Regions from separate parts of the Mus musculus genome. Here regions 1, 2, 3, 5 and 6 are each linked to region 4. The links are chromatin contacts, called in public HiChIP or PLAC-seq maps. All regions are on one chromosome and are shown on one strand. The core of a region is the stretch at or near the end of the contact, and the rest is flanking DNA. Distances in the headings are between cores, read along the strand shown. Region 1 has its middle 45 kb from the start of Gm40936. Region 2 has its middle 8.6 kb from the start of Gm35733. Region 3 holds the start of Card19 (caspase recruitment domain family, member 19). Region 4 holds the start of A330033J07Rik (RIKEN cDNA A330033J07 gene). Region 5 has its middle 48 kb from the start of Gm35733. Region 6 has its middle 36 kb from the start of Gm52039.

Region 1 (3,860 bases), core at 455-2,954, 760 kb before region 4:
TCAATACCTTTAAATCTCTGCGTGTATTTTTCAAATTCATAGTATAAAGAAGTCAGGGAGCTTTGTTATTTCCTGGCATATGAGTTTCTCTAGTTCCCAGATCATTTTGTTGTTCTTGTTGTTTTAAGAATATATCTTGGATTGTAAATCAGGTTAATTTGTATAACGAAAAGCACATAGCTCCTCTTGTGGTTGGTTAACCATGTTAAGACCATTGTCTTATCTGGGCTGGTGGGAAACCTAGTTACTTTTCTTGTTTCTGTGACTCAGTATCCAGTAGGAAGCAACTTAAGAAATGAAGGGTTTATGTTCCCTCATGGTTAGGAAACAGATGCAGTTGTTCATGGTAGGGAAGACATGGTGGTGACAGGAGTCTTAGGCAGCTGGTCATATTGTGCTGACAGCCAGGAAGCAGAGAGAGGGGACAGGAAGTGGAATGGGCTCATGACATCCAGGGACCCTCTCTCAGTTGCTCACTTCCTCCAGAGAGTGTTGGACTTTTCTTTTTGCAGAGATGACTGTATGTTAGTGCTCACCAAAGACCAATGAAGAGACCAGAACCCCAAACCCATACTCAGGCTGTGACTGACGGCTTTTTCCTAGTCCATGCAACTGGGTCCTCCCATGAATGGACCAAATCAGCATTCTTTCCTGGGGGGAGAGGCGTCAACCCTCTCTCCCAGTGCACTGGCGCTTGTGTGCTTTTGCTTTATATAACCTCATTGCTTGTCTGCCCATCATTCCAATCAGTTTAAGTTGCATTTAGGACTTAATGCTGTGTGCAATACTTGGTACTCATTGGTGGGTCACGTGTTGAGTATTTACTCAGAATAGTTGTTTCTCAGAGATACTATAGTAAAATGCTATTATCTTGTTTCTAATACTCTTTCCTGTTTTTTTTTTTTTCCTTTTTCAAGACAAAGTCTCACACTCCAATATGTAGCTCAAATGGCTTGGAATTCAAACAGTTCTCAAACTTGCAGAAATGCTCCCCAACCCCCTCTGCCCCTCTTGAATGCTGGTGTTATGTGCATGAGCCAGCATTCCCGACTGTTTCCAATATTCTTTCTTCTTGAGTGTTACATAGGGCGGAGCTGATCAGGGCATATAACCAGTTATATTCCTGGACCACCACATGACTGTATTCTCAAGGGTTTTATCCATGCGCAACAGTTCAGAACACATATGATCTGGAAAACATAGAATCAGAGGATGTCTCTTACAGACAGCTCCAGAGGTGTAAACTGGGTCAACCCTGCAAAGTTTTGTAGGCCTCTGTTTCTGTACCTGTAGGGAAGAGGGACTGTCCCATTGTCTAGGTGCTTTCAGGACAAGATACTCTTTAAACATATGGCGGAGAAAAGTGGTCTAGATTAGCTTTGTCTCTTGATGCCCTCCCCATCCCAACCTCGGCAAAGGCACCCTGATCATTTCTCCTTCTCTTCGGGCCTGATCATCTCTTCTTGTTTATAGCCGCCACTAATTCGCTCGTGTACTTGCTGGAAAATAGCTAATTAAAACCCACTTCAGCTAACAAGCTGACTGGGACCATGCAAATGTCACTCTGTGCAGCCTGCTCCTTCCCATTTATACTTTACATTATTAGCGTTGTTCTTCCTCTCTGTCATAATGAATGCGACGATGGATGTAGCGTCCTCTTCACAGGTGTGCACGGGTACAACCGCCACCATCCCGGGGAAAGCACCGCTGTCTTACTGCACTTCAGCACGTGGAGTGTTATTAGCCTGACAGTTAATGGGTTTAGCCCGCATTGCTTGATACTGCTGGATTTTTTGAACAGCTTCATCTATCTTTTTGTTTCTATTACAGGGACTAGCCACATTAAGTATATGTGTGTGAGCCATTAGTCCTGACTGCTTGTCTCCTGCATCTCACATGGTGCAGGGTTCTTTCTCTCTCTCTAAAATTAGTATGTATTGTCATCCGTATACTTCAGCGCATTGACTTTTGTTATAATTAGGCTGTCATCATCGCGCTTCCACACATTTGCTAATTTATTGTAGCTAAATTAGACCTAATATTAGCAATTTTGCAGCTGTTCCTTAGATCATACATGGCCATATATTTGTATGCTATTTGGTAATTATATTTTACAGCAAAAAAAAAAAAACCTCGATTTTTCTTTTTTTTTTTGGAGTGGGAGAGAGCAGAAAGATGGAAAGGGAGATTGTATAAAAAGACTAATTCACCTGGGAATGGAAAAGTTGAGGCAAGGATATTGAGAAAAAAATGGATTCTAGAAAGCTGTGTGGAGTAAACTCTAATAAGCATTCGCTGATGTGTACGCTGGGCTGGGCCAGGCAGATTGTGAGCTGGTCATTGACAAGAAGGAGACATGGATGGCCTTGCTGTATTCTGCTGTCTCTGTGAACCTGCTATCCATTGGGATAGATAAAAGTAGAATACCGTGAGGGACTGTTGGGAGGGTTTTCATGAACAGTGCAAAGTCATTGCAAGGGTCTCAGGCCAGCAGTGTGGTTGCTTCCATGGCAATACAGGATCCAGCATACTTGAGTGAATAAGGGGCCCAGATGAAAGAATCTGAGACTGAAAAAGTGTTGGGAACTTTGTGTTGTTTCCGATGATGGAGACCCTGCTCTGTTTCTTCCCAAGGAAAACTTTAGAAGAACTAGGAAAGGGGGCCAGCAATGTGATCCATGTATATATATCCATTTGTTTTGGAATTTTTAAAATGTAATTGGTTTATGATAGTCTAACATGACATAGGTATATAAACTACATGATGCTACGTTGGGTATGATGTATATCACATGATAGTCTCAATAAGACATATTCTCGTAGGACATAAATTACTAGGTATGAAAGCTTAGGATTTTCAGAAAGCCATGTCAGTATTGTCTAGCATATTGTGTTAGTTATTTCATGGGGGCACTTGTGGAATGTGTATGTAGTCTCAGGGTGTGTGAATAATTCACTAGGATAATTCTTCTCAGAAAACATTGATCATTATGGAAAATAGTCTCGGATTTAATGAATCTCAACCCTAAGTACAATGATTTAAAGCAAAATGAAACAAAACTCAGATCGGTTCTCTGATGGTCTTAAAATATAGCCCACATGAGTCTGTCTGTACAGAGGCAGCACTCCAGGAAGTGTGTTAGAGACTGGGTATAGTCATCCCTTATAAGTTCATACTGCCATTCTGCAGTCAGAAGGGATGGCCTTTATCCTTTGCAATGCCTTCTGCTTCTGAATGGCTAGGTTCCAGGGCAAAAAGAAGGTGGTTGATAAAAACAGACCACACAGCCAGAGTTGGAAATTTGAACAATTTGGAGTCTACTTCTTCAAACAGAACCTGATTCTCTAAGTCAATCAAACCCAGATATAATTCATCCACTCAATTTCCTTTAAATCTATTTCTGTCTGACTCCTTAACTGTCTTCTTCCTTGTGACACTTGTCTCTAATTGAGTGACATGCTTGCTTCATGGGGGCCACTGTCACCCTTAATCATATCTTTATTTTGAAATAAAGAAATTTTGACTAGGGAACAAAACACCCATGGAAGGAGTTACAGAGACAAAGTTTGGAGCTGAGATGAAAGGATGGACCATCTAGAGACTGCCATACCCGGGGATCCATCCCATAATCAGCCTCCAAACGCTGACACCATTGCATACACTAGCAAGATTTTGCTGAAAGGACCCTGATATAGCTGTCTCTTGTGAGGCTATGCCGGGGCCTAGCAAACACAGAAGTGGATGCTCAATGTCAGCTATTGGATGGATCACAGGGCCCCCAATGGAGGAGCTAGAGAAAGTATCCAAGGAGCTAAAGGGATCTGCAACCCTATAGGTGGAACAACAATATGAACTAACC
Region 2 (3,673 bases), core at 1,172-3,671, 830 kb before region 4:
GTCCTCTCCTTCTCCCTCTCTTGCGCCTCTCTTTCCAACTAGTTCCTATCTACTTTGTTATTATAGCTAGTATTCACTTGAAATTTTTAATGAACATAAACTACATAACACTGGGTTTTGTGAGGACATTTTCATACATGCCCTGCAGGTATACAATGCGTGTAATCCGATCCACTCTCCATTAGCTATGTCTTGTCTCCTTCCCACTTACCCACTGCCTCTTCCAAATGAGACCCCTGTTCTCATGTCATTTACGCCATCCCATTTCACACGGAAAGTACTGTCTGTGTGAACACATGTGCCAATGAATGGTCAATGTTAGGATGATTGTTCTTGTCAATAATATTTCAGGTATACTTCGTAAAATAAATTGAGAGTTAGAACTAGGAAATGTTGAAAGTATCAAGCATATGTATTAATTTTTTGGCTCAGGTAGATTTCAGATCCAATTAAGACAAGACTTTTCACCTAAAAAGAAGTTTTATCTATCTATCTATCTATCTATCTATCTATCTATCTATCTATCTATCTATCTATTTGTGTATTTATTTATTTATTTTAAATGATATTCTTTTGGATCAAAGATCATCTACCACGTAAGACTAAAACATTTTAGATTATTTTATTTTTATTTATATGTATGTATGTATGTATGTATGTATGTGTATACACTTGTGTTGGTACCTATGGAATTCAAAACAGAGTAGGAGGTCCCTTGGAGATGATGTTAGAGGTGGTTGTGAGCTGCCTGATGTGGTATTAGGGATCAAACTTGAGTCCCGTGGAAGAGCCAAGTTCTCTCACCCCTTCTCCATCTCTCCAGCCTCCTCGCCTTTTAAACTGGGAGAGAAATGAAGGATAATGAAGGAAAAATGAAGGAAAAATATTTTCTCTTCAATGCCATGGTATTTATATTCTTTGTAAGTCTATTTCAGGGACCAGAAAAAAAAAATCTGTATTCATCTTTTTTTTCCCTTTACATTGATAGCCACACCATTAAAAATTAAGCAGGGAATTTTTGTTGGTGCTATTATGTTGCTGAATCATGAGAGGTTGAAACCTTCCTCACCTGATGCGGGGCTCCAGGTAGATGCCTCTAAAGGAAGCATCCGGATATGTTCTAAATGCTCCAGCGATCTCGTTGGCATTGGCCTTAAGGGTATGAGAATGATATTCCTTCGACTTTGCGCAAGAAGAAGCAACTATAGTATTAGAATTCTACACTCTTACACACTTAAAATACATTTTCAAATGCTATATTCATCCCTTAGTCATGATTGTGTTAAATTTTTGCAAATCCACTCTCAGCTGGCATAAGTTTCCATATGGTTTTTATTTCTACAGCATGTGTCTGAAAAACCGAAGAGGTATTTGTGTTGTGCGTGTGTCTGATGCTACACCTCTGACGTTTCTGAAGTAAGGAAGCATTGATTGTGGCAAGCCACCCAGGGACAGCGGGGTCAGTGTTCTTCCTTAGGCTTCCCAGGGATTTCCTTTTGTCTCTCCTCAGTTAGCAACAGGATATGTTCTTAGCGTGGACACTGCAGGCAGAAGCAGCGACCCCTCCCACCTTACCTCCTACTTCACACCCTGGAGCCATAAACGAAAGGTGGCACAAATATGTTGAACCCCAGAATTTTCTCGGAAAGAGCACAAGTTTACAGTTGTAGGAGCAGAAGAAGGAGGAAGCATGGCGGATCGTGAACACAGGGTGCTTGGAGATAAGAGGCTAGCCCCCACCCCCAGTCTAATGGGTAATAGAGTCATTAATTCTGCTGATTAACTCGGCCTTGGGGTTCATGGAAATGACATCTACTTCCTTTTGTTTCTTTTAAACGCAAACTGTGGAATGAGGGAAACTGAAAAGAAAAAAAAAAAACCTTAAGCTAATTAGAGAGAAGCCAGGAGAAAAGAAGCAGAGAGAAAATACAGACAGTCGGAGAGGTTGGAGCATTAATGAGACTTGTTTAGGGGAAAGAACGTGACAGGCTCCTCAAAAGTATTATTGTCAAATGTGTCAGCGTTTCATAGATGGCTAGATCTACCTTTTAGCTTCATGCTGATAGTTAATGATTTGAGACTATAAAAAGATTGAAAGGTAAAAGGGAAAATGTCAGACTCAACTGGATTTTAATGAGCTTATTATTATTTTTCTCTGAAGGAAACCGGCCTTGGGAAGTCTGAAACGTTCCTTGGCTTTCTATCCTTTGCTGTCTGTATTTCCATCTCTTTCTAAGATGAGGTTGGCAGAAGGGTGGTGGGAGGCTGCTGTCAAAGGCCTGAGCTCAAAGATCCAGGGCACTGGGCCCTTTACTTCCCCGAGAGGATGAAGGGTGGCTGTGGGGGAAAAGTGGGACCTTGGATGACAACAATGAGGAGAGCTGGCTGGCGAGGGCAGCAAGAGCACTTGTTTGTGTTCTCGGTGACGTGCTGAGTGGAAGCCATCTTCACACTGTGGGATGTCACAAAGAAACCCTGAGTGACGATGCAGGTTTGTTCGTCAGAATAGCTGCTCCGCTGATTGCTGGGTATGCCGGCCAGAGGACAGTATATATGCTGATGGCTGCTTATTAGTCACATTACAAGAGACATTAGAGCAGACAAGGATTCGCAGACCAAGGAGAGGAGCCGCTTTCTGGGCTCTGTACTCAGCAGGATAGCCCTGTCATTAAATTTGGTAGTGCCAATTTAACTTGAAAAAAAAAAGTGAGAAGAAACTTTGAAAATGAATTCTGTAACCTCATTTTTACCTTAATAAGAACTGTCAGGATTTTACTCTCTGGGCTCTCGGGGTTTTGTGTTCATAGGCTGAGCACATAGAAGGCTCACATCTTTCCAGAAGAATCGAATGCTAGTGGGGAAATCAGAGGCAGACTTCAAGGCTTTTTTTTTTTTTTCGTATGATTTTCTTGTCATTTCCAACACATTAAGTTCTACTGACAATGCCTAGGTGCAGATTATTAATCAGGGTCAAGCCAACAGCCTTCCTAATGAGTTTCTGATGATTCCTTTATGAAATAAGTCACCCAGTTTACTGATTTGCAAAGCAAAAAAGGCTGCATACGGATCAGCGAACTGCAGTCTCTGACATTCCATCAGAGATTATCATCTAGCATCCACCCATGCAACCCATGACCCACCTCTGAACGCTCTATGCACACATACATGGGCCCGCCATATACAAAGGTGTGTGCTTTGCTCCATTTGTGTCTATGGAGATTAGAAACATACAGTCTGACCTTAAGTTCGAGAAGATACTCAAATGTTTTCTAATTTCGAGTTTCAGGACACATTAGAATGCTAATCAATGATTAGTTAGATAACTGTGCTCTGAAGGAAGTGGAGTCACGGAGGTTTAAACCGAATTGGAAAGAGGAGAATACATTTCAGAGCCTTTCTGGTTTGGGCTTAAGGAATTCTGTGCACAGTATCTTCCTTCAAGACCGTCGCAGGCTGTGGACAGGAAGGATGCTCAGCAGTGAATGACAAGCAAGTGGAGCCCTGCAAATTCCTAGACACACTGGAAAAGAAGAGCGTGGAGGGATTGCCGTTAGAGTGCTTGCCTTGTGTGGGGGAAGCTCTGAGCTCAGCCTGGGCACCACATAGGAGAGGATGTGGTGGTGTGACCCTGTAATCTGAGCAGTCAGGGGAAGGTGCATAGGAAATCAGAAGG
Region 3 (3,506 bases), core at 961-3,460, 950 kb after region 4:
AAGCCAGCAGCAGCTTTAGGGCAGTGTACTTCCTGTGCTTCCTGTGGCTTTTATAAGCTGTTCATGCAACCACATAGAGGCAGCCACTGGGTATAATGGAGACTCGGGCAAGGCTCTGCCTGGATACCAGGCTCCGGTAAACAAGGCCAGGAATGCCTTTACTAGATAAAGAAGAGATCATTCTGTGCAGAATCCATGAGCCTTTCCCTGTAACTTCCCTCCCTGCCAGCTCGTACCAGAAACTTGGCTCTGTCACCTCATCTTCAACTTCAGCAGCCCAGACCTAAGTCCTCACTCTGGCATTTGGGACCCTGAAGCAGCTGGTCCCACCTGCCCTTACTCTGCTCCTAGGGTCCCAGAGCCTTCTGTCTGCAGCTCACTAGAGCCAGGACCCATGCAGCAGGCTGGGAAGATGTGATTGATTTATGCCCAGTTTATTTAGCCCCCTTCCAAGAATTCACAATTCTCCTGGGGTCCAGAACTTGAGCATCGACTCCCCTCTGAACCACTCCCATAAGTTCTTGTCATAGTACTTGGTTTGGCTTAGATCACTCGCTCCATACTATACTGCCTATTCTGTGAAGACACAACTCTCAGTATCTATCACCACCAAACACACACACTTTCTCTCTCTCTCTCTCTCTCTCTCTCTCTCTCACACACACACACACACACACACACTCACACTCACACTCAGAGGCAACAAAGACTAATGTGTATGGCAGACCCTCAGCTGGTGCACCAGGGCACTGAGCCAAGAATGAACAAGGGATCTGTCGCCCCAGGGCTGCCCATCCAACCCTCTCAGACTTCTGCTTTTCAGTCTCCATCTCCCACTAGAAAAAGGTGGGATGCTTAGAAGTGTCAAAGCGCCAGCAAGTAGACTGCAGAGAGGAAAGCGTATTATTGCCACAATCAAGGCCTGCCTGTGTCCTTCCAGCTAAAAGTTCTCCACCCCCACAACTACCTGTTCTCCTGGAGGTGGGATGTCTCATTTTCCATGGGTATCCTGTCTCTACAATGGGCCCTTGGAGGCCAGCACAGGCGAGATCTGTCCCACACATCCTGATGAACTTACTAGAGGATCTGGGAAACCAGAGGCTGAGGCCAAGGCTCCCATTCTGCTCCTACCACTGACCAGCAGGGTGGTCTGGGGGCACTTACCCAACCTGAGATTTTATCTTCCCATTCCTACACAGACATGAGAATATTCCTTCTGCCCCCAAATGGCTATTCTGAACAAGAGTGTATATTAGGGGCTCTACACATAATGCTCAGAAATTGCAGCTCCAAACAAGAAGGGCCTGGAAGATGGGGTCTCCTCTAACCTGTTCTAGAAGTCACCAGGTTGCAACCTATGAGGTCTTATTTTTGTGCATGCCCAACGCTGACTCCAGTTTAGAGACCCCTGGGATTTCTGGGGTTACCTCATCTCTCTGGGCTATCCCAGGTGAACTCTGCCATATGAAGTACAAGAGACTCCCAGAAAAAAAGTGCATCTGGTAGCTATCACGTTCCCTAGGCTCTAAGGCAGCAGGGGTCCCTCGCTGACTCATCCTCTCATCGGATCTTTTACCGAGAGAACTTAGCACAGCAATGTCACTGTGTCCCTCTGGGATCAGGAATAAAGTGGGTGAGTCCCCAGAGCAAAAGGGTTGGGCTGGGGCAACCAAGCCATCCTGGAGAAGAGGGATCCAGTTGTTGGGTCCGAATTCTCTAGACCCATCTAGAGCGGGAAACACGGGCGTCTCCCTGGTACTACAAGCTACCCAGGTTTGCAGCGCCGGTCCCGCCTCCAAGGGGGTTGTGTGCAAGCGGCGCTCTAAAGTCTCAGCAGACTGGCGAGGAGCACCATTTCCCTCTCTCAGATCCATCCCGTCCCGGGACACCGCCCGTTCCGCAGGCGCAGCCGGTGCAGTGCACCGGGAGAGCGCTCACCTGCTGCTCTTCCTCCTCGACCCGCGACGGCCCCCCACTCAGCACCCGAGACCCCTGGCGCCCCCGGCCCGTCGCGCAGAGCCCGGGACACCCCGCCGCCGCGCGCCTCTTACGCCCGCGTCGCCGGCGCCAGCTGACGCCAAGGTCACACGGCTCCCGTCGCCCTCCTGGACCCGCGCCCACCTGTCATGGCGGAGGACACGGCGCCGCCCCGTCGTCCTCGGCTGTCCGCCGCCCGGCGCGAGGGCTCCGGTGACCGCCGCCCGCAGGCCTGGCCCTAAGCCCCGCCTCTTCCCTATAGGTCCCGCCCAGCGACGACATCTTAGCCCCCAAGCCCCTCCCTCCGATTAGCCACGCCCCTTTCTGTACTTCGCACTGGAGACGCGTCAGCCGTGGGGCGGCTCGGGCTCTAAACAACTTCCCTAACTCTATACTACGCGCAGCAGAGAGCTCGGCCCCTGAGGAGCTTCTCCTGTAGCGACGCCGGGAGTCCCGCTCCAGCTAGCATAAGTGACCTAGCGGAGAAACTCAGTACCCAAGTCCTTGTCTGGACCAGAGAACTCAAGCCACGTCCCGGCTCAAGGCTCGCCCCATTCACAGCCTCTCCAATAGCTACCCGGGTCGGCGTCCCTTCGCCTATGCCCTGCCCCTCCTCCCGGTCTTGTGCCTGCTTTTTGCGGAGGTTAGGAGGTTATTGTGAACTTCTCAGTTCAATTTTCTGCTGCTACGCTCTGGCCACCCCACTCCCATCTCCTGGATGAAGAAACCGAGTCTTAAAAGAGACGAGAATTACCCAAGGTCACATAGGAGGTCAAGTCTGGCATAAAAGGCTGGTGGGAGTTCATTGGCAACCAGGGACCGAACGGAAGTCCACAGGGCCTCGACCGGACAGTGATGAATTGAGACTTAACAGAGAACTTAGTGGGTCCTCGTTCTACCAAGTCCCCCATTTACACAGAGGACAAATGGCTGGCATTGCCGCCTAGTTAAGGAAGTCATGTAGTCTGACCGAGCCTCAATTTTCCTAACTGTAAAATGTGTGGCCTCAGGTGATAAATCTTTCTGCCTCCCAACTTGTTTCCCTTCTGTTGTACATAGGCCTGGCTCTTCAAGCTCTGGTACCAACCACAGGAAGGCCCCAAGCCCAGGCCCAGCTAGGAAATGGAGATCTGCGAGGGTCGGGGAGGCAGGACCCTCACAGCCAGCAATGGCAGCAGGCACCAGATTTTGCTTCTCCGCTGGTGCGGCTAGTCTGGCACACTTTAGAGCTGTAACTTGAGATATTGGAACCAGACCAGGACCAAGACCAGGAATGGAGGCCCCAGGTCTGGATGCACTTCCCGGACAGTCCAGGAACCCCCTGGGTCCCTGAGCCCTCCGTGTCTGTCTCTGTCCTCCCCAGTGCTGCAACCTCTCATCTTGGGAGTGAGAGGCTCGAAAGGAATCTGGAGATTGACTTACAAGGTCACTTAGAGCTCCAAACTCTTGGACCCAGTGGTATTGATCAATACATTCCTGCCCCTTGCTAAAAACTGCAGAAAGCGAGGTTTGCTCAGGTTCCCCACCGG
Region 4 (3,508 bases), core at 649-3,148:
TCCAGCCAGCACATTCCCCTAGTTCTTCGTAGGAACTTCTCTCTCTCTTCCCCTCCCTCGGGCACTCTCCATCCTGGCCCGACTCCCACCCGGCTCTCATTTTCTCAGATTCACCCCTCCCACAGCGTTGACGGAATGGAGTGCCCTTCCCATTGGCCCGAGCGTCATTCCCCGAGGTGGCACTGTCCTCCTGATTGGCTGGTCACTCCCGACCCCCCGCCCATCCCCGCCCTCGGGTTGCCCGGCGCCCCGCCCTCGCCACCTCCCTCCGCGCCGCCGCCCGCGCGCCGAGCTCGCCCGCGTCCGGTTCTTGTGGCGACCCGGCCCGCGCGCTGGCCCCGCCCCCAAGGCGCGCGGCTCTACAAATACTGCTGTGCCGGAGCCGAGCGACGCTGTTGAGCTGGGAGGCGCGGTTGGAAGTCGTTACTTTGAGGGGGGGCAGTCACCGGGCGATCCACCTTAGTCGAAGCTCAGAAGGGAACGGCTCAGGGACCAGGGTGGGCTACTTTTTTTATTTTCCGGGGCTTTTGATTTTTCTTGTCTTTTGCTTCGGGCCGATTGTCGCTCACAAAAAAAGAAAAAAAACAAAAAAACAAAAACCTGAGATACCCTTTCCAAAACCCCGAGCAGCTCTCCGGTCGATTTCTGGAGCTCGGAGCCGCCGGGTGCTGCGAGCGCCGGACGCGCAGGAGAGGGGAGCAAAGCAAATTGCGGGCGGGGACCCGGAGCTCGCTCTACCGCTTGTCGCGGTCCTCTCGCGCAGGAAGCGCGCGATGAAGGCGGTGAGCCCGGTGCGCCCCTCGGGCCGCAAGGCGCCGTCGGGCTGCGGCGGCGGGGAGCTGGCGCTACGCTGCCTGGCGGAGCACGGCCACAGCCTGGGTGGCTCGGCAGCCGCCGCCGCCGCTGCGGCGGCCGCGCGCTGCAAGGCGGCCGAGGCGGCGGCCGATGAGCCGGCGCTGTGCCTGCAGTGCGATATGAACGACTGCTACAGTCGCCTGCGGAGGCTCGTGCCTACCATCCCGCCCAACAAGAAAGTCAGCAAAGTGGAGATCCTGCAGCACGTTATCGACTACATCCTGGACCTGCAGCTGGCGCTGGAGACTCACCCTGCTTTGCTGAGACAGCCGCCACCGCCCGCGCCACCTCTCCACCCGGCCGGGGCTTGTCCGGTCGCGCCGCCGCGGACCCCACTCACCGCGCTCAACACTGACCCGGTGAGAAGCCTTGGCGGGGCACCCTGGGCATCGCGGGAAAGGTGGCGGGGCGGCGAGATACGGGTGGTCTTGCTCCTCTCAGGGAATGACAGCCGCTTCTCCCGTCTCCACCGAGAGCCGCCTGCTGGGCTTGGTGATCCACTGGTCCCTGAGCCGAGGGCGGTTGGGACTTGGAGCCCTGCGTCTCCGGAGTGTCCCTTGCATCACAGGAGGCTTCCCCAGCTTCGGGCTCGGGTGGGGACTCTGCTCGCCTGCCTAGTTTTCCAGGACGTCTCCTGGGTGGTGGCGACACTGTGATATGCGCACTCTAACCGTTTTTCCCCTTGGTGTTGGGTTGCTGTTCCAGGCCGGCGCCGTGAACAAGCAGGGTGACAGCATTCTCTGCCGCTGAGCTGCGATGGATGGCCAGGTGAGCGCTCAGGTCCCCGAATGGTTAGTGGGCTACCATGCTCGCACCTCCCCAGGGGCTGCCGGTGCCAGGCACTGCTGCGATCTTTGTCCCCTAGCATTTCGAAGCGTAAAAGCCCCGGGGACACCCATACCTCTCTGCCACCCAGTTAGCGAGACAGTCCACTTAGCTTTCCAACTCGGGGGGGGGGGATCACTCTCTGCGGAGCCTCATCAGCTGTGGTCCCCGCCGCCCTCGTTCCTCTGCCTGTGACCGACAGGCTCTGCTGGTCTCCTCTACCTCTGAGAGGACACCCTCGTGACCGTAGAAACTATCCCAGTGTCCCAAGATCTCCCAATCCTCCTCCCTCCCCTTCATGCCCAGCTGAGCGGCCTGACATCCACAAAGAGGGATGTGGGCAGAGCGCCCCGAACGTTGTCCATTGGCCTTCCCCAGCCCGCATTTGCCTCCTGGGCACTTGGCTGAGCTTCGGGCTGCGGGTGTTGCCTGACCCGGCGGTTTGTTTTGGGTTGTTGATCATGCATGTCTTGAGTTTGGTCGGTGGCGCCAGTTAGTCTGCAGCGAGAAGGTTCACACACCCCCTCTATTCATTCCTCTTCCACAGGTGTGCGGCCGCCTGAGCACCAGCGAGCCAGGAGCCCTAGGAAGGGAGGGCCAGAGCAGAAATTAAGAGAAACAAGCCACCGGAGGAAAGGGGGGGAAATCTTCAGCAAATCTAGAAACGTCGTCTCGTCTTGTCATTCCAAGAGAGAGAGAGAGAGAGAGAGAGAAGGGGAAAAATAAAACTTAAATTCACTTTTACTTTTTTTGCACGTTCACGAGCATTCACCGTACGTATTCTCTTTCGTTTCTTCTTTTATGACCGCTGTGAATTGTACGTTTCTGTGGTTATTTTTATCACCCTTTTGAAGGTGCAGTTAAACTTCGAAGCTTAAGTGTTGTCGACCAGACTGCTAAGTAGAAGAGCAATCGTGAATCCAACCTTAGAGGCTACATTGTGACAAGGGAACTGTTTTTGTTTTTGAAGCTTTACTAATATACCAGAGCACTGTAGATATGTTGTTTTACATCTATTGTTTAAAATAGATGATTATAACAGGGCGGGGAACTTTTTCTCTGCAAGAATGTTACATATTGTATAGATAAGTGAGTGACATTTCATACCCTGTATATATAGAGATGTTCTATAAGTGTGAGAAAGTATATGCGCTTTAATAGACTACTGTAATTATAAGATATTTTTAATTAAATATTTTTTGTAAATATTATGTGTCTGTTTTTTTAAAATCGATGGGAATATTTCTTTTGGAAAATTATTTTTCAGCTCCCTTGCAGAGCTTTTGCTATCTGGATGTTTTCTGTTTGGCCAGGCTGTTGATTTGGTTTTTTTGTTTTGTTTTGCCCAGTATCCAGTTTCTGAGGCTCAGAGGTAACAGCTCTCTGGTACTGGTCTTGCATGATTGCATGAGGTGTTCAATCACAAAATAAACCAGTTACGAGTCCTTTCAAATGTGCTTTCTTTAACCTAGATGGAAACCTTTGTATTTGACGTGTACATGGTAAAAACCTACCTTCTCGGGTTTTAAGTACAGGGTTTTATAGTGTAATATATAAAGAATTAAGTGTGTGGGGTTTTTATTATTATTATTCTTTTTGAACTGAGGTCAAAAATAGATTCTGAGTGAATTCGCATATAGGATGGAGAAATGCTTGGACCTTTAAGAAGTCTACAGAACTGCTGTCTTTTCAAAGTGAAAATGCTCGCCCTTCATTTTACACTAAAGCATAATGTCATGAAGTTTCATATCTGTACAGATTATTTAAATCATAGAAATGAAAAATGTTCTCTGCTTGCTACCAAAGGACAAACTCTTGGAAACGGACA
Region 5 (4,003 bases), core at 919-3,418, 870 kb before region 4:
GTGCCAGCCTAGTGATAGCTGGTTTAGTCCTGTCTAGGATGGGCTGCCACAAGCCCAGCTCCCTGTCAGCTACATCATCACAGGGACAAAGTTCTACCATGTACTCAGCTGCAAAGCTATGAGTATTGGGAGGTGAACGGGAGGACATGGGTTTTCAGCCTACAATGTTCTCAATTCAGGGTGAGCTTATGATGGCAGATCGTCATAAGTCCAGGGCCATCTCTATAGTAAGTTTCTTAGTAGCAGATTGGAAGGAGGAGAAATGTAGGTGCAGCGGGCTTCCTAGTGAATAAAGTCACTGAGATCAGTCTAGAAAGGGTGTACGTATAAGATTGCATATAGTGCTGCATTTTTTGATGATTTTCCAACCTGTTTTTTAAAAAAATATTTTTCCTGGCTTCTATGAGCATGAATCTCACATTCCCATTGACTCGCTTTGGTAGAATTCCCCATGGTAGAGAAGCCATTTTTTTTTTCACCAGGAAAACTCTCATATGCTAGCCATGAACATCTCACTTGTAGACACACTGGCACATTGTCTTCTTGCCCTTTATCTGTGGGATGGGGCTGTTACGACAGTGAAGCTGGAATTTGGCAACTATGGGTTGTGGATCCACCATCTCACAGATGAAGTTTCTGTCAAGTCCCTGTTATGGAGATGATAGAAAAGTCTGATTAAACTTTAAAGAAGACGGGAAAAGAAGACAAAAGAGGAGTGAAGTGGACCTAGCATCCATCCTATGTTCACATGACAAATAGCCACATCATGTTCCCACCCTGAATGGAATAAAACGACTGTCTCCACATATATATTTGGCCTAGAAAATACAACAGCTATTCAGATGAATGTATTCTTAAATTATTTGTCGACAAGAATCCAAAGAGAAGTGGCGGTACTTTCTGGTGCTAATTTTTCATTTTAATCGTTTGAGACATTTTTATTTCACATCTCTGTCTTTCGATGGAGGACCTATGTCACGATTGTCCTCATCGAAGGCACTTGAAAGCAGGGGTTCCCTTTGCACGGCAAAGAGCGGAGGAAGTTCTAAGCATTGTCTCGGATGTGATGCAGTCAGGTGGGGGCAAAAGTGATGTCTCAGCAGAAATTTTGCTGCTCTCTCTGATGAGTGCAGACATCTAAAGGAAGTGAAGGGAGACAGAACACCATATAAAGCAGCGGTTTCTTTAGAAGTAGTCCCAAGGGGGAAAAAAAGTTTTGCTCATGTATAGTTCCCACAGCCTTAGAAAGTCAGTGCCTGAGGTTTTTTTTTTTCTCCTTGCTCCTTCTATGCACAGGCAATTATCTTGAGATGGATTTTATAGCAAATGTTAGGCTCAAAACTGAGAGTAATTCATGAGAATGCATTTATTCAGTGACTCGTTAAAACACATTCACATTTCCACTAAGCTATACAGCTTGGATTTTCTATGTGAACTGCTTGGCACATGTATATGTGTATTTATCTGCTGTGAGATACGTATATTGAATTCTTATGTGGCTTTGGTTTCTTTTAAAATGTCAGTCTAACTTGGCCATTTGTTATCTCAGTAGAATTTCTTTCCTTTACTTCGTTTTCCCTTACCCTCCTACAGGCAGGGAAATTTTTCCTTTCAGAACCTACATTTGCCTAAATGGGACATTGTGCTTTGCAGAACATGGTGGGCAGCTGTTCATGGTCCCCTTGGCCTCCGGCCTTTCAATATCTTGGTTTCTGTACCATTCTAATGTCTGGTGCATATTTTAAAATTGAACTTTTTTATGTTGTGGTGTTAAATCTGTGTGCATGCCTGTGTATTGCTGGTGTGAATGGTGCCTGCAGAGGCCGGAAGAGGGAACTGTAGTGGGACTGGAACTACAGGTGGTTGTGAGTTGCCATTCAGATGCTCGGAATCAAACCTGAGTCCTCTGGAAAAGTAGCCAGTGCTCCCAACCACTGAGCCACCTTTCCAGCCCCTCTATTGTATTCTAATATTACACTGACTCTCTGACTCTCTTTGATTGTAGTCATGGTAGAATTTGGTAAATAGCTTCTCTCTGTCGTAGGCTGAATTGTTTTTCCATGAAAGATATGGATAGTTCTGTGAATGTACAATAGGGTCTCTGTCGCTATGAGTGGAGGTGAGGTCACCCTGGCTTAGGGTCACCCTCAAGTGTTAAGTGATTTGTCAGCAGCTACTGCTTAGGAGTGAAGGGACAGCCAGTCTTTACTTGCCTCTGTTTGCTTCTGTGCAAGGGTAGCCTGGCCCAGGAGAGTGACCTCTGCCCTTGGAGTCATGGAGACCTAGTGACAGATCATTGTACAGATGTATAACTTAGGAATGTCTTAATGTTTCTAGACGTCAGTTTCCTCAGTGGCCAAGAGACAATATGCATGTCCTTCTCCAGATGTGTGTGAGGCAGGACAGAACATCACCCTGTGTCCCCAGAGGAGCTGGCTAAAGGAATGGCTGCCACGTTCACTCCCCTTTTACTTCCCCTCTCTGCTTCTGCAGCCAGTGAAATGTCTGAGTTGGTCACATGGTGTGAGGATGACCGCTGGTGCTGCTGGTGTCTCATAAGGGACAATGAGGACACCCTAGGGCCGATGGACACCACCGAGGAGCCTTTCACTGTGGCACTGAGACTCTCAGAGCAGCCATTGTGTGATAAGGCTTGCTGTCAGCACCTGCAGGTGTGAGATGTGGGTTTCTATCCCTCTTCTCTGTTTACAATCAGTACCCAAGTCTCCCAGGTGCACTGAAGCAAGAGCCCCCTCGAGCCAGAACTTAAACCTGACTTAAATATCCATCTTTATTTTGGCTTTATCATATGCAGCTTGTGGCATCTGGAAATTTATCTTCACAGACTTAGGCTTTCTGAGAGTTTATTTTGAATATCAAATAAGGTGCTTCTCTCTCTCTCTCTCTCTCTCTCTCTCTCTCTCTCTCTGTGTGTGTGTGTGTGTGTGTATACATACACTGATAAGTCCCAATATATACAGTGACCTCAGGAGCTTTTACTTTATGGTAGTGTGAAAATTATTCACATTCAATAGAAACTGAACTGTGAAGTTTGATCTTCTCCTCAGTGCGACACTGAGTACAACACCAGGAAGTGGCAGTATGAGTCAGTCCCATCTTTCAGACAGCTTCCCTGGGTTTGTGACAAACAAATGACTCTGTAGTGTGTTGTGTTCCTGAGACAGGCTGGCTGGAGTCAGATCCAGTGTATTATATGCATATTTTAGCTTGGGGTATTTGTATAGTTATTATTATTAATATTATTTACTTTTCTGAAGATCTTGTATGCATATAGTATATTATGATAGTCACTCCCATCACCCTCTTACCTCCTCCTGCTGACTCCTCCTTTCTCTACTAACCCCCCTTCTACTCTCATGTCTCCTTTGTTGTTTTAGGACTGGCTGAGTATAGTTATGGAGGCTTGCAGAAAGATGGGTGTGTATGTGAGTATGCGTGCGTACAGTGTGTTACGTGCTGGAGCAAGGGCAACTTACCAGTGGCTGCATCACTAAAGTAAATGGCACCAACTCCATTGGCAACCATGAACTGTCTCCTCAGGGAGGGGTAATGTTTCATGAAACCTTCCCCATCTATGATGGAACATTGAAGGGTCAATCTTGTGTGCGTCTTATGCAGGTTAACCATGGCGGCTGTGTGTCCGTGATCACAATGACCGTGCGGTATCCAGAAGAGAGCATCTCATGGCCCTCCTTCCTGTTCTTCACCTCTTAGATTCTTTCTTCCAACTTTTCGGTTACATTCTCTGGGGCTTGGAGGGTGGATGTAGGGCAGAGCACTCAGTATTCATTTATTCACATCGACCATTTATGGGTTTCTGCATTTGCGGCTGCCCACTGCAAGTGGAAGCTTCTCTGAGCAAGAATTAATCAGAATAGTTCTGATAAGGGTTGGGGAAAGATGCCAGTTGTAGAGTGCTTGCTTAGCATGTGTAAGAACCTGGGTTTAGATCTCAGCAACACACATATAGCCAGACACACAG
Region 6 (3,548 bases), core at 1,046-3,545, 990 kb before region 4:
CTCCTAGTGGAGATGGAGGACCAGGGTGAAGTTAGACAAGTCACTCAAGCACCTGGACCTCTTGACTAAGAACACACATTACAGAAAAAGGAGCGTCTTTGCAGATGGGTCTGGTTAGGGAAACATATTCATCACAGACATGAAAAGAGAAAGGATGCCTTCACGCAGGAGCTTGGCTGAGGTGGCTCGCTCACTTGAGCACCAAGACTGCTAACGTGGGGTTGGTGTGATGGCTCAGGGGGTAAAGACACTTGACTTGCAAGCCTGCTGCCCTGAGTTTGATTCCTGGGAACGCCATAAAAGTGTGAGGGAGAGCTGGGCAATGGTGGCACACACCTTTAATCTCGGGAGGCAGAGGCAGGTGGATGTCTGAGTTCTAGGCCAGACTGGTCTACAGAGTGAGTTTCAGGACAGCCAGAGCTACACAGCGAAACCCTGTCTTGAAAACCTAAAACCAAAAAAAAAAAAAAAAGTGTAAGGGCAAGAGACAACTCCACAATGTTGTCCTCTGAGTTCCTTCCTGTGAACACTGTGACACCTCCCACACACTATGCATATACACAATAATAATAGATTTCAGTTTTAAAAAAAAGAATTCCAGCCCTTAAAATTTGACCCTCCTTTCTTGGCTGTAAACCTAGTCTTTCTAGTAATCTTAGAAAACAAAAAGAAATACAAAAATAACTCTATTTACTGCAAAAGACATTCCCTGAAATCCCTGGGTCACCCTCGCAGCTCCTGGTTTTACCTTCTCTCAGTGCAAGCCCATCTGAATGGCCTCTGCAGCTACCCCATAATCTCACTCATCGAAGAAGGGAAAGAAAAGGAAAATAACATTTTTAGCAGCCCTGTGAGATCCTGTGAACATCCACCAGCAAAATTGTGTACAGGTGGAGTGGAGAAGCCCACACCCACACATGGGTAAGTCTTCTTTTTCCAAAACTCGTTCTCTTGACACCTGCGCTCAAAGTCCAAGTTAAAGGTAGCTTTTGACAAATGACAGCTTTTCTTTGAGAAGCCTACACTCATGTTCTTCAGTGTGCGTAGCCATCTATCTGTCTATCTATCTGTCTATCTGTCTATCTATCTATCTATCTATCTATCTATCTATCTACTTATCTATCTATCTACCTACCTACTTTTCTATCTATCTATCTATCTATCTATCTATCTATCTATCTATCTATCTATCTATCTTTCTATGTATTTATCTATCTATTGTGTGCCCTTCTTTCTGTAGATTGCCTAAGTCTGAACTCTGATTAATACTGGCTTTCCTTTGAAAATCTTTTCTGTATTGAAGCAATGGATCCAGTTTTACTGTCTTGAAGTCCTTGAAAGATTACGGAAGCTCCTTGGGCTGCTTTGGGTTACAGCACACAGGTGATTCTGTCCCAGCTAAAACTCACAATAAAGCACCTACTTTTTTTTTTCCCCAGTTGGCCTGGCTGGAGAAGAGGGAGTCAGGGTGTGTAGACAGATCGTGAAGTCACCCGGGGGATCTGATTTTATCTCTAGGCTGAAAGGAGCATCGCTGAAGATTTTTGAGCTCTGTGCAGAGGAGACTTAAAATTGAGAAGAAAATTACGCTGATAGGCTTGTGGAAAGCGATACTGGAAAGGAAGCCTCATACAAGTCTTATACAATCCGCTGGAGGGTGAAGGGGAAGCACAGGAGGCATTCACATCGAGTGAGTCACCTGGGCAGGGAAAGTTTGAGTGGCTCACACGGGCTTCACTGGGGGAGAACTTGCTGGGGCCATAAACCTTATATTTGCTTTCCAGGATATGTTCGTGGGAGTCTAGGGTACCTAGTGCAAGCTTTCCAACTATGTGGATAAAGAGAGCCCAGGTAAGGGTGATAGACCCCAGACCCTCTCTCTTGGTTGCTCAAGTCAAGGCCGGTCTATATAAAAATCTTTGACCCATTTACACTCGAGGTTTGACTATAAGAAAAGCCCCGGGTGGGAGATGGGATTTAGCTCCTCTCTTGGAGTTCCTGGGCTGCTCCTTGCCTCCAGAGCCGCTGGGCGGAACGCACATGTAGGAAAACTGTCCCCTGTATGCAATCTCCTTTGGCTCCTCTCACAAAGGTAACGCGTTCTGAAGCATCAAAGCCACAGCGAGCCCTGAAAAGAAAGCTTCTCTTCTGTTGGTAGAGTCTAAGGGGGTGTTACCCTATGCAAATGCCTCAGGCGTCCTGCCGCGAGGGTTTGAGCATCCTGCCCCTCTGTGTCTCAGACAGGCCTCACAAAGGGCATTCTTTAAATCCAGGGGTTGGGGAGCAGGATAAAGGGAGCGTCTCCATTGTTCTGACCGTGGGAATAAGCATATGCCAGGGACATTGTCCGGGCCACTGCAGAGGGGGCTCCAGGACACGAAATTGGTTAATTGCTTGGTGCAGCCTGCAAGGGGTCACAGGAAGGTTGGATAGCAGTGAGGGGCACAGGGTTTGTAGGACACTGCTTCCCTCTGTAGAGTCTCAGCTCAGCACGCTTCCCTGGTCTGCATTGAAAGAATTGTGGTTGGGAATTGGATAGAATGTAGACTTTAATTATTATTTTAATTGTACACATTTACAGAGCGCCATGTGGCAAAACATGTATACAGTATGCAATGCTTAGCTAATATAGTTAAGATTTCCATCTCAAACTTTACAAGTTTTTTCATTAACATAATTTGTTGATTAATTATAATACATATTTGTGGGGCACAGTGTTAAGTTTTTTATTTTTATTTTTTTATTTTTTTTTTTTTTAGCCAAGGGTATGTTAGTAGAGCCCCGGTATGGTGAGGTGGGAGGAATTACCTCAGCAGGCCCACACTGGGGACCCCCCCCCCCATACCAGCCATAGGACTGGTATAGTATAGAATAGAGTTTATTTAGGGGAATGGGGAGGGGGGAATTGAGGAGGGAGTAGAAGTAGAGAGAAAAAGAGAGGGGACAGAGAAGAACACACACACACACACACACACACACACACACACACACACACACACTGAGGATGCCGACCAGGAACACATGGAGAGAGGGGGGAAGGGAAGGGGAGAGAGGGAGAAAGGGGTTAGGAAGAGCTAAATGCGGGTCAGGGAGTCAGAGAGAGTAAGAGAGGGAAGAGGCCTAACAGTCCCTTTTATAGCAAGCCAGGCCTACCTGGCTGTTGCTAGGTAACTGTTGGGTGGAGCCTAGAAGGAATGCCAACATATATAGTGCAATTTCAATATGCATTATGCAGTATGTATTGATAAAATCAGGAAAACCCACATGCGTATCTTTAGAATTTCTTTTTATTTGGAAGTGCCTTTCTCCAGTTATTTATTAAATATGTAACAGATGATTGTGAAACCAGCGTTGTGCAAAACATTAGAAATTATTCCTGTGTATTGCATGTGTACATCTGTGAGTGTGCGTGTGTGTAGAACAGAAGTTGATATCTGGTAACTTCCTCTATTGCTCTCTACCTTGAGTATGTATGTATGTATGTACGTATGTATGTATGTATGTATGCATGTATTTGAGATTGAGTCTCACTATGTAGTCAAGGCTGG

What was found. HiChIP or PLAC-seq counts read pairs in DNA pulled down with a chosen protein or histone mark.
Region 1: an H3K4me3 HiChIP or PLAC-seq map of embryonic basal ganglia shows a contact between it and region 4, with 4 times the contacts expected there. The contact joins the enhancer-like site here to the promoter of A330033J07Rik in region 4. A contact is called at or near these places in 7 of 39 promoter capture datasets (the 3T3-L1 cell line, cranial neural crest, frontonasal cranial neural crest and 4 more) and 5 of 115 datasets of contacts at active chromatin or transcription factors (embryonic basal ganglia, embryonic forebrain, embryonic limb bud and 2 more).
Region 2: an H3K4me3 HiChIP or PLAC-seq map of embryonic forebrain shows a contact between it and region 4, with 7 times the contacts expected there. The contact joins the enhancer-like site here to the promoter of A330033J07Rik in region 4. A contact is called at or near these places in 3 of 39 promoter capture datasets (the 3T3-L1 cell line, liver and second pharyngeal arch cranial neural crest), 9 of 115 datasets of contacts at active chromatin or transcription factors (the NIH/3T3 cell line, astrocytes, embryonic basal ganglia and 6 more) and 1 of 9 other capture datasets (adipose tissue).
Region 3: an H3K4me3 HiChIP or PLAC-seq map of embryonic stem cells shows a contact between it and region 4, with 6 read pairs. The contact joins the promoter of Card19 here to the promoter of A330033J07Rik in region 4. A contact is called at or near these places in 1 of 39 promoter capture datasets (cranial neural crest) and 1 of 115 datasets of contacts at active chromatin or transcription factors (embryonic stem cells).
Region 5: an H3K4me3 HiChIP or PLAC-seq map of embryonic midbrain shows a contact between it and region 4, with 5 times the contacts expected there. The contact joins the enhancer-like site here to the promoter of A330033J07Rik in region 4. A contact is called at or near these places in 2 of 39 promoter capture datasets (cranial neural crest and liver) and 9 of 115 datasets of contacts at active chromatin or transcription factors (the NIH/3T3 cell line, craniofacial prominence, embryonic basal ganglia and 6 more).
Region 6: an H3K4me3 HiChIP or PLAC-seq map of embryonic forebrain shows a contact between it and region 4, with 6 times the contacts expected there. The contact joins the enhancer-like site here to the promoter of A330033J07Rik in region 4. A contact is called at or near these places in 3 of 39 promoter capture datasets (cranial neural crest, embryonic stem cells and liver) and 7 of 115 datasets of contacts at active chromatin or transcription factors (astrocytes, craniofacial prominence, differentiating embryonic stem cells and 4 more).

What each region holds. Positions count from the first base shown.
Region 1 is chr13:47,503,892-47,507,751 of GRCm38.p6, forward strand. No RefSeq gene overlaps it. Among named protein-coding and RNA genes, the nearest start is that of Gm40936, 45 kb to the left of the region's middle. Within about 2 kb of position 1,705, at least 4 of the 459 cell types and tissues checked have an H3K27ac peak or open chromatin away from gene starts, as enhancers often do. A contact at or near this core is called in embryonic basal ganglia, where this site is marked.
Region 2 is chr13:47,428,195-47,431,867 of GRCm38.p6, forward strand. No RefSeq gene overlaps it. Among named protein-coding and RNA genes, the nearest start is that of Gm35733, 8.6 kb to the right of the region's middle. Within about 2 kb of position 2,422, at least 5 of the 459 cell types and tissues checked have an H3K27ac peak or open chromatin away from gene starts, as enhancers often do. A contact at or near this core is called in embryonic forebrain, where this site is marked.
Region 3 is chr13:49,213,816-49,217,321 of GRCm38.p6, forward strand. Card19 (caspase recruitment domain family, member 19) reads right to left here and starts at 2,211. Exons shown (of 6, transcript NM_026738.2): 1 at 2,122-2,211. The coding sequence starts at 2,128.
Region 4 is chr13:48,260,725-48,264,232 of GRCm38.p6, forward strand. It overlaps A330033J07Rik (RIKEN cDNA A330033J07 gene), which reads right to left and starts at 1,899. Exons shown (of 3, transcript NR_102303.1): 1 at 1,196-1,899. It overlaps Id4 (inhibitor of DNA binding 4), which reads left to right and starts at 392. Exons shown (of 3, transcript NM_031166.3): 1 at 392-1,214; 2 at 1,561-1,623; 3 at 2,228-3,508. The coding sequence starts at 774. The coding sequence ends at 1,605.
Region 5 is chr13:47,388,658-47,392,660 of GRCm38.p6, forward strand. No RefSeq gene overlaps it. Among named protein-coding and RNA genes, the nearest start is that of Gm35733, 48 kb to the right of the region's middle. Within about 2 kb of position 2,169, at least 2 of the 459 cell types and tissues checked have an H3K27ac peak or open chromatin away from gene starts, as enhancers often do.
Region 6 is chr13:47,271,391-47,274,938 of GRCm38.p6, forward strand. No RefSeq gene overlaps it. Among named protein-coding and RNA genes, the nearest start is that of Gm52039, 36 kb to the left of the region's middle. Within about 2 kb of position 2,296, at least 83 of the 459 cell types and tissues checked have an H3K27ac peak or open chromatin away from gene starts, as enhancers often do. A contact at or near this core is called in differentiating embryonic stem cells, where this site is marked.